Regions from separate parts of the Mus musculus genome. Here region 1 is linked to region 2. A link is a contact called in public HiChIP or PLAC-seq data. All regions are on one chromosome and are shown on one strand. The core of a region is the stretch at or near the end of the contact, and the rest is flanking DNA. Distances in the headings are between cores, read along the strand shown. Region 1 has its middle 8.2 kb from the start of Actl9. Region 2 holds the start of Zfp414 (zinc finger protein 414).

Evidence for each region. HiChIP or PLAC-seq counts read pairs in DNA pulled down with a chosen protein or histone mark.
Region 1: an H3K4me3 HiChIP or PLAC-seq map of bone marrow-derived macrophages shows a contact between it and region 2, with 2.8 times the contacts expected there. The contact joins the enhancer-like site here to the promoter of Zfp414 in region 2. A contact is called at or near these places in 5 of 39 promoter capture datasets (the 3T3-L1 cell line, 3T3-L1-derived adipocytes, cranial neural crest and 2 more), 6 of 115 datasets of contacts at active chromatin or transcription factors (CD8 T cells, the NIH/3T3 cell line, T-cell acute lymphoblastic leukemia and 2 more) and 3 of 9 other capture datasets (adipose tissue, embryonic stem cells and pancreatic islet).

Annotation. Positions count from the first base shown.
Region 1 is chr17:33,438,681-33,443,463 of GRCm38.p6, forward strand. No RefSeq gene overlaps it. Among named protein-coding and RNA genes, the nearest start is that of Actl9, 8.2 kb to the left of the region's middle. Within about 2 kb of position 1,426, at least 45 of the 459 cell types and tissues checked have an H3K27ac peak or open chromatin away from gene starts, as enhancers often do. A contact at or near this core is called in adipose tissue and bone marrow-derived macrophages, where this site is marked.
Region 2 is chr17:33,625,541-33,630,685 of GRCm38.p6, forward strand. It overlaps Zfp414 (zinc finger protein 414), which reads left to right and starts at 3,552. Exons shown (of 6, transcript NM_026712.3): 1 at 3,552-3,676; 2 at 4,257-4,539; 3 at 4,827-4,934; 4 at 5,036-5,141. The coding sequence starts at 3,674.

The DNA.
Region 1 (4,783 bases), core at 176-2,675, 190 kb before region 2:
TCACTCTAACATGGTGACTTTCCCAGAGTATGAATGTGCTTCTTTGTGAAGCACTGTAATTTGGCCCAGAAGTTTGCTGGATTACTTCACTTAGTATATCTTCCAGTTCTACCCATTTTCCTACAAAGCTCACAATTTTATTTTTATGGCGGAATAAAAGACTACAAACAGGAAGGAAGGGAGGGAGAGAAGTAGGGAATCAACCAAAACTGAGTATAAAATGCCCTAAGAAAATCTGTTACTTTGTATGCTAATTTTTCTTTCCCTTCCTTTTATTAAAAAATAGATTTTTTTCTCATATAATATATCCTAATTACAGTTGCTCCTCCCTCTACTCACAGTTCCTCCCCCACTTCCCCTCCCATTCGGATCCACTCCCTTTCTGTCTTCCATTAGGAAGGAACGGGCTTTTCAGAGGTAACAACAAAACATAAGGAAATAAAATATAGTAAGATAAAACATGTATGCTAGGTTTTTAATGAAAGCAAAATTCATTTTAAGAAGAAAAAGAGAGGAGGGAGGAGGGGGTCAGGGAGAGGGGTGGGGTGGGGGAATGGCAAGACTAACAGGCTAATTATACATTCTAGCCTAGGGGTTGAGGCCTACCCTAAATCTGCCAATCTGCCAGGTTACCAAGGTGAAAGCAGACACTTTTAGTTCTTCCCACCAGGGGGCAGCACCTTCAAGTTTAAGAGACCATGATAGCTTTGACTCTAATGCTACAACCCTGCATTCCTCAAGTTGTGGTGATCCCATTCCAACCATAAAATTATTTTCATTGCTACTTCATAACTTCAATTTTGCTATTGTTATGAATTGTGATATAAATATCTGTGTTTTCTAATGCTCTTAGGTGATCCCTGCGAAGGTGGTGTTGGACCCCCCAAAGGGGGCTTTAAAACAACAGGTTCAAAGGCAAGGGTAGAGGCATCAGGAGGAAACTCCTCCAAATGAGAAGCGGGTGGAAGTTGAGAAGAGAGGAAATTTCACTTATAAAAGGGGGAGAGAGCCGAGGGAGAGAAAGAGGGAGGCAGAGGTTGGGTTTGGGGGCGGGGTGAGGTAGGACACAGAGGAAGACAATGAAAAACAGCACTGAAGTTGGGAGGGAAACATGGAGGGGGTATAGGAAGAATGGGAGGGGAAGAAGTAGGGTAAATTTATTCAGAACACATATGTGTCTGAAATTATCAATGAAAAAAAATAGACTGTCTCAAATGCCACTAGAAGTGTGTAATGTTCAGAAAACCCACCTTCCCCCAGCCTACTAGGACACTAGACTGTTTAAACTAAACTGACTTTACAATTCCATGGATTAGTCCATCTACAACCACTCCAGGCCCAGAGCATTCCCATTTGCATACTCCCAGAGATGAGATCACTACCTGGATATTATTAGAACTCTCACCCCGTCGAATGAATCATTAGGCTCCACCCAGCGCCAGACGATAACATCTGCCCACACACACCCTAAAGCCCATGTGATCTCAAACCCAGAGAGCCCAGATCCCTCAGTTCTGGCTAAAGTCATTCACAAATATACATTGATCACACACAGTGATCTAGGAAAAATAAAGTCAAGAAGGCATGGGGGTCTCTCTGCCTCCCAAGTCCTTGTGCCCGAGACAGTCTATCACTTTTAGACCAGGTTTCTCCAACTCGCAGTTGCTGGCATCTGTCCCTTTCACAGAAGTCCAAGTCCTTTTGTTCTGAAGACACCAGAATCCATTCCCTCTCTCGAGCCTTCTGATCCCAGCCCAGTCCTTTGTCCTACAGGAACCTTCAAGTGTGTGTGTGTGCATGTGTGTGTGTGTCTGTGTGTGTGTCTGTGTGGGTGTGTGTGTGTGTCTGTGTGTCTGTGTGTGTGTGTGTCTGTGTGTGTGTCTGTGTGTGGGTGTTTGTGTGTCTATCTGTCTGTGTATGTCTGTGTGTCTGTGTGTGTGTCTGTGTGTGTCTGTGTGTGATGTATGAATTGCAGAGGGAGTACACTTATAAACTTGTGTGCAGAGGCCAAAGGATAGCATTGGATATCCTGCTGTACTTCTACTTCTCTGCCCTCTTCTCTTAAAGTGTGGTCTTGTTGAATCTCAAGTTGGACATTTCTGCTAGTCTGGATAACCAGTGAGTTTCCAAGATAAGCCCATTTCCTATCTCTCAGTGCTGGGGTTACAGGCATTCACAGTCATGCACAGCTTTTACATGAGTCTGGGGATCCAAATGCAGTCTGTCATATTTACATAGTAAACACTCTTACCCACTGAGATACCTTCCCAGCTCTTAGGACCCTGATCTCTCTCCAGGGGGGATCATTACACAGGTCTTAGAAATCATAAATCAGAACATACTGTCCACTGCTCAGAATTTACTGGTGACTTTTTATAACATGCAAATAAGTTCTGCCCATCTTTCTAAACCTTTCTTTAGCTGCCCTTCCCATTCCCCTCTACTCAACTACGCTTGCACTTTTTCTTCTTTCCTGTTTTGAAACACAGGAAATATGGCTAAAAGGAGAGCACAAGGGTATGCCCTAGTTCAATCTGGGCTGGCAGAAGACCTAACAAAAAATTAGGCTGTGTATCATTGTATAGTTCAGGATAGATGAAGGCAGGAGATCAGAGTTCAAAGTCAGCCTTTTTTATGTAGTCTAAGGCCAGCCTAGATCCAAAAGGGGAAGGAGGGACTGGAGAGATGGCTCAGTCAATAAACACTTGCCTCACAATGTGAGGAAACTTTAGTTCCCAGAGCAAAGGGGGGGGGGGGAGGAGAACAAAGAGAGGGAGGGAGGGAGGGAGGGAGGGAGGGAGGGAGGGAGGGAGGGAGGGAGGGAAAGGAAAGAAGAAAGAAGAGAGAGAAGGGAAGAAAGAGGGGAGGGAAGAAAAGAAGAAAAGGAAGAAGTTGCATATGATGGCATGCCCCATAATCTCAGCAATATCAGGACAGAGGGCAGATGACTGTGCTACCCACTCTCCAAAAGGGCTTCCTTGTTTGGCCTCAGTGGGAGAGGATGCGCCTAATCTGACAGAAATTTGGTGTGACAGGGATGTATGATACTCAGTGGGGACCCCACCCTCTCAGAGGAGAATGAGAGAGGGACTGGAGGACAGCATTTCGGATGTAAATAAATAAATAAATAAATGTTTGTTTGTTTGTTTGTTTGTTTTTTAAAGATAGAAGGTGGAAGCAAATGGCTCCCTGGAAGTTCCTGGTCTACATGGCAAAGTTCCATGTCAATGAGAGATTTTTTTTTTCTCAGACAGAAAGCACAGAAAGTGCTTAACGTATCCTCTAGGTTTCCCTCTAAGCTCTACAAAGGTACAGTGCAGTGTGTATGAGCACCCATATATACAAACACACAGAGGCACACACTAAATTAATGGGGAAATGAGTTCTGGGGAGATAGTTCAGGGCTTGACTGCTCGTTCTTCCAAAGGACCTGAGTGTGTTTCCCTGTTGCAATTAATCTCTCCCCCCCCCAAATATGCCCCAGCGATGAAAACACAACTCAATTAATATGAATACATGCTATTTTCCATAGATTGGGCAGATCTACTGCTACACTACCATCTTCCACATCTATGAAACCACTTAGAACTTGAGGTTTCTTCAGGCCATGTGCTTCTGCTCTGCTTTTCTTCTTCTTCCCCTCCTCTATATCCTCTCCCTCTTCCATTTTCTCCTTCTTCTCTCTCCCTCCTCCTGCTCCACTTTCCCTTTATCTGCCTAATCATCAGCTCTCCTCTATTTTACAAATTAAGGTGGAAAGCAGGTTTACAGGAAATCACCTGAGTGCTGACTTCCTTTTGGGAGCCACTCACAGGAGAACAGAATTAACATCAAATATAATTAACCCCAGGGCTATCCACAACTTTTCCCAGCATCCACATCAAGTGGCCCACAACTGTCAGATGGTCTGACACCATTTTCTAACCATGCACTTAAAACTAAAAACTTTTAAAAGATTGCTGGCCATGTAACACAGTATTTAAGTCTTTTTAAATTCACATGATACTATTGGTGTTATAAGATATGAAGCGGAAGGGTAGACTTTCTGAAAGGACATTACAATCCTTTCTGGGACAGGGGTTCATGGATTTCCTATGTACACAGTAACTCGGTTTCTTTTCCCGCGGCTGTGAGAAAATACTCTGACAGAAATAATTTAAAGAGAAAGGATTTGTTTGGCTGACAGCTCAAGGAACTTGAAGAGTCTAGTCATATCATCACAGTCAGGAGATTAGGGATACATGCAAGCTACTGCTTCACTCTTTCTCCACTGTAAACAGCCCAGAATCCTCTGTAGGGAATGGCTCTGCCCATGTCAATTATTTCATCAAGATTCTTCCCTCTAAGCATACACAGAAGCCCTTCTCCCAGGTGATTCTAGGTTCTGTCGAGTTTAAGATTAGCACTACCTGTTGCATGATGGTTGTATCCTGTTAGATGAATGTAAAACTATATGATGTCCCTGTTTTGGCAATTAATCATGACGTAAGGAGAGACACCTGGGGTCAACTTGACAAGAGGTAGATATGTGTGCTGGTGAGCTTCATGTATCATATTGGCTGGATCCTGTTACCCAGGTGTTAGGTCAAATACTAGATGTTTCTAGGGAGATATTTTTAGGTATAAGTAAGTTTCTGATCAATAGACTGAGTAATGTAGATTCTTATCTATAATAGGACAACCCTCACCTAATCAAGCGAATGTCTTAATAGAAAGAGAATAGTCTCAGATCCAAACAGTACTCTCTGCTTCTTTGCAATGCCCTTAATAACATATTTGAGAA
Region 2 (5,145 bases), core at 2,302-4,801:
TCAACAAATGGGACCTCATAAAATTGCAAAGCTTCTGAAAGGCAAAAGACACTGTCAATAAGACAAAAGGGCCACCAACAGATTGGGAAAGGATGTTTATCTATCCTAAATCAGATAGGGGACTGATATCCAATATATATAAAGAACTCAAGAAGGTGGATGCCAGAAAATCAAATAACCCCATTAAAAAATGGGGCTCAGAGCTAAACAAAGAATTCTCACCTGAGGAATACCGAATGGCTGAGAAGCACCTGAAAAAATGTTCAACATTCTTAATCATCAGGGAAATGCAAATCAAAACAACCCTGAGATTCCACCTTACACCAGTCAGAATGGCTAAGGTCAAAAATTCTGGTGACAGGAGATGCTGGCAAGGATGTGGAGAAAGAGGAACACTCCTTCGTTGTTGGTGGGATTGCAAGCTTGTACAACCACTCTGGAAATCAGTATGGCACTTCCTCAGAAAATTGGACATAGTACTACCAGAAGATCCCTCAATACCTCTTCTGGGCATATATCCAGAAGATGTTCCAACCGGTAAGAAGGACACATGCTCCACTATGTTCATAGCAGCCTTATTTATAATAGCCAGAAGCTGGAAAGAACCCAGATGCCCCTCAACAGAGGAATGGATACAGAAAATGTGGTACATTTACACAATGGAGTACTACTCAGCTATTAAAAAGAATGAATTTATGAAATTCCTAGGCAAATGGATGGACCTAGAGGGCATCATCCTGAGTGAGGTAACCCAATCACAAAAGAACTCACACAATATGTACTCACTGATAAGTGGATGTTAGCCCAGAAACTTAGAATACCCAAGATATAAGATACAATTTGCTAAACACATGAAACTCAAGAAGAATGAAAATCAAAGTGCAGACTCTTTGCCCCTTCTTAGAATTGGGAACAAAACACCCATGGAAGGAGTTACAGAGACAAAGTTTGGAGCTGAGATGAAAGGATGGACCATCTAGAGCTGCCATATCCGGGGATCCATCCCATAATCAGCTTTCAAATGCTGACACCATTGCATACACTAGCAAGATTTTGCTGAAAGGACCCAGATATAGCAGTCTCTTGTGAGGCTATGCCGGGGCCTAGCAAACACAGAAGTGGATGCTCACAATCATTTATTGGATGGATCACAGGGCCCACAATGGAGGAGCTAGAGAAAGTAACCAAAGAGCTAAAGGGATCTGCAACCCTATAGGTGGAACAACAATATGAACTAACCAGTACCCCCGGAGCTCATGTCTCTAGCTGCATATGTATCAGAAGATGTCCTAGTCGGCCATCAGTGGAAAGAGAGGCCCATTGGTAGTGCAAACTTTATATGGGGAAGGCCAGGGCCAAGAAGTGGGAGTGGGTGGGTGGGGGAGTTGGTGGGGGAGTGTGGAGGGGACTTTTGGGATAGCATTCGAAATGTAAATGAAATAAATACCTAATAAAAATTTTTTCAAAAAAAAAAAAAAAGAGTTGCCTTGGTCATGGTGTCAGTTCACAACAGTAAAATCCTAACTAATACACCCATTAAGGGGTGGAATTTGGTAAGGCAGATTCAAATGTCTTTGAGTCATTTCTCCCTCAGTAAGTAACCCCTTGCCTATATCCCTGTAGTAACTTAAGAAAACCCTTGATCCACTATAGTGGCTTTGGTGTTATTCATACTTTGCTCTGTCATGGGTTATTTATCTAAGGTGAGTAGAAGTGTTTGTGTTTCCCTGGAAAAAGTCTTGTCATACAACTGATCCTACCATAGAAATATGACGACCTAAGTTCATATCCCCAGATACCAGGTAAATGCCAGGTGGGCACTATGGCCCACCTGCAGCTTCAGCCTCAGACAGTAGAGACCGTGCATCCCCAGAGCAAGAATAGTCATATTGTTGAGCTCTGAGTTTGATTTTGAGGTCCTGTCTCATCGAATAAGGAGGAAGAGGCCTGGAGGATTATTCCCCACTGCAACCACCAGCCTCCATATGCACAAGCCACAAAGTGAACATGTACCCACAAATGTGAGTATGCACCTGCAAACAAATACCCCACAAACATGTGTGCATATATACATGCAACCACATACACAAAAATGGAAAAACAAACATTCATCAATGACTACTTCAGAAACCATGGTTTCTCTCTCTTCCACCTCTTGAAAGTCCTACAGGAGCCAGGCGTGGTGGCGCACGCCTTTAATCCCAGCACTCGGGAGGCAGAGGCAGGCAGATTTCTGAGTTCGAGGCCAGCCTGATCTACAGAGTGAGTTCCAGCCAGGGCTACACAGAGAAACCCTGTCTCGAAAAAACAAAACAAAAGAAAGAAAGAAAGAAAGAAAGAAAGAAAGAAAGAAAGAAAGAAAGAAAGGAAGGAAGAAAGGAAGCCCTACAGGACTCACCCAAGTTCTCTTTCTGACCTCCATACCAACATCTTTATTCTGTTTCAATAGTGCAGAGGTCTCGCCCTTGCTTACGAAAGGGGAGCTTGCTCTTTGCCAGCTCAGGACATCTGCGCCAGCTTGCTGTAGTGCTCTGCTTCTGTAGGCATCAAGGCACAGCTCAAGTCACCCCCTTAGACAGGCTTCCCTGACTCCTCATTTCACATCAGTTTTGTTTGTTTTCTTATCTCCTAGGATAGATCCAAGATCATTTTTCTGCTGTTGTTGATTTATTGTCTCTCCATTTTCTTGGTTGACTAGAGACTCCCAAGAGCAGTACTAAGTTCCTGGCACATAGGATGCACTTAAGGAAAGTAGGGTGGGCAGGCGACCTCTCAGTAGTAGTGCACTTGGGATTCATTTTCACACCTCTCGACCTGTGGAATTTGCTTGTTCCTGAAGATCCATTAGTTAGAGTGTTTCTCACATTGGGCTATTACAACAGATTCGTACTTGCTGCACACTGGATGTGCTGAAAATTTTATGGTGCTTGCTAGGAAGATGGGTCTGTGCAGACACAAGGGACCAGGGTTCAAACCCACAATCATGTAAATGAGAAAGAGTTTGGATCTCTAGCCCTCCCTGTGAGGCATAGCAGCTTCCTGTAATCAGGGCCCTTTGGAGGTGGACACAGGAATCTTCTGACAAGTAAGTTAGCTAGCTAGGTGGGAACTGGTGAGCTCCAACTTCAGTGAGAGATGTTGCCTCAGTGAATGAAGTGGAGAGCAATGAAGGAAGACAATGTCTACCTTGGACCTCCGCTCTTACCTGCTCACATCTGTGCATATACATATTCATTTGTACGTGTATGTGTACAGAGCTAAGGATGTGGCTTGCTTTGTAGAGAGTTTGCCTAGCATATATGAAAACTCTGGGTTTGATACTCAGTACCACCTAAAACCTGGTGTATTGGCATCTAAGTTCAAGGTCAACTTCTGTGTAAGGCCAACCTGGGCTATAAAAGTGGGGAGGGGAAGAGCTTTTGTCAGTTTTCTCTGAAATTTAAGACCAATCAAAAGCAGACCTTCTCTGTTTCTGTATAAGAGCTGCAGTGTAGTCTCAGGCCCCTCCTTCTAGAGAAGCGCCCAGAATTAGGCCACACCCCATGTCTCGCGAGATCTGAGAAGCGGGAAAATGGCGCCGATGTGAGCGAGAGACCGTGTCGCCGAGGAAGACGCCCCTGCTGGAGCCAGAGCCTCCGAAGGCACGGGAACCAGAGGTGTAACTGAGTAGAGGATGGTGAGCGCAGCACCCCGCACGCGGACGCGGAAGAGCAGCGGGACTGACAGGGAACGGTCCTGCCGCGCGCCCCCCTCCAGCTGACCCCGCCCCCACATCCGGGTCCCCGCCCGCCTCTGACTGTCACTTAGCTTTCGTCCAGCCCTGAAGGCCGGGCCACACCCACTCTCCTAGAGTTCAGTCCCTAAATTTAACACGTATTGGCTCAGAGCGTCTATCTGCTCAGCTCTAGCTTAGCCAGTATTCCCCATCATCACACGATCCACTGTAGGCCCTCCAGCATTTCCTAGTTGCTCCTCTAGGCCACACCTCCGCCCCTAGTGCCTCTCCTGCCAAAATTGAGGAAGGGATGTTAATGCTGCTTTTTTATGCATAATCCCTGATAACTCCTGCAATTGGAATTAGGAGACAGTAGCTCGGTCTGCCCTTATCTCCCGTATCTTGCTGGTGACTCAGAAAGTGGAATGACTGGGTAATATCTGGTGAGTGTTGAAGGAGTCTGTCTTGTGGACCTTTGTAGTAGAAGGGCATCTGTCTGACCTAGGGATCCCAGCCTGATTTTAGCCACTTCTTGCACCAGGAGGAACCATCCAGGCCCAGCTCGGACACGCTGACCACTGTAGAATCCAGCTCCGGTGAGCCAGACAAGGAGGTGGCATCTCCAGATGGGGCAGCTCCAGCCACTTTTTCCTCCGTGGAGGAGCCCAGCCCTAACCCAACAGCCATGCCACCAGTGTGGGACCATGGAGGACCTCTGCAGCAAGTTGCCTATCCAGCCTCAGACAGTTGCCAGACTGGCTCAACCAACACAGGCGTGGGGACCAATGAGGACCTTCGGTTGCCCAGACGCCGTCCACCGCCAGGTTATCTGTGGACCTTTCTGGGGAGTCACATGCCTTTGATAGGGCTGAGATGGTGCAAGACAAGGAATCACCTTTTATCCCATTGCGGGGGTGGGGGGGTGGGGTGGGGGGTGGTCTTCACCATTTACTGAGCACCTTGTCAATATGTCAGGTGTGGCTCCAGAGATGAACTAAACCAATCCAGCCCTTCCGGGCAGTTTATTCTGACAGTGGCTGGGTGGGGAGTAATCAAGGCTTTTGGGTAGGTCAGTAAGGAAGAGAGTAATGACACCCATTCGTTCCTGCAGGGAAACAAATACCCTGCTCTAGCCCCGGCTGCTGCCTCAGTTTCCCCAGTGTTCGTGATCTAGCACAGCATCTCCGTACCCACTGCCCACCCACACAGTCACTGGAAGGTAAGATGAGGGTTGCTGATAGTGAAGCAGATAGGCAGAGCCCCCCCCCCCAGAGTTAGTCTTAACCACCCCACTCCACATCTGCACTTTATCCCTACCAGGCAAACTCTTCCGATGCTCCGCGCTGAGCTGCACTGAGAGTTTCCCCAGCATGCAGGAGCTGGTAGCCCACGGCAAGCTGCATTACAAGCCCAACCGCTACTTCAAGTGA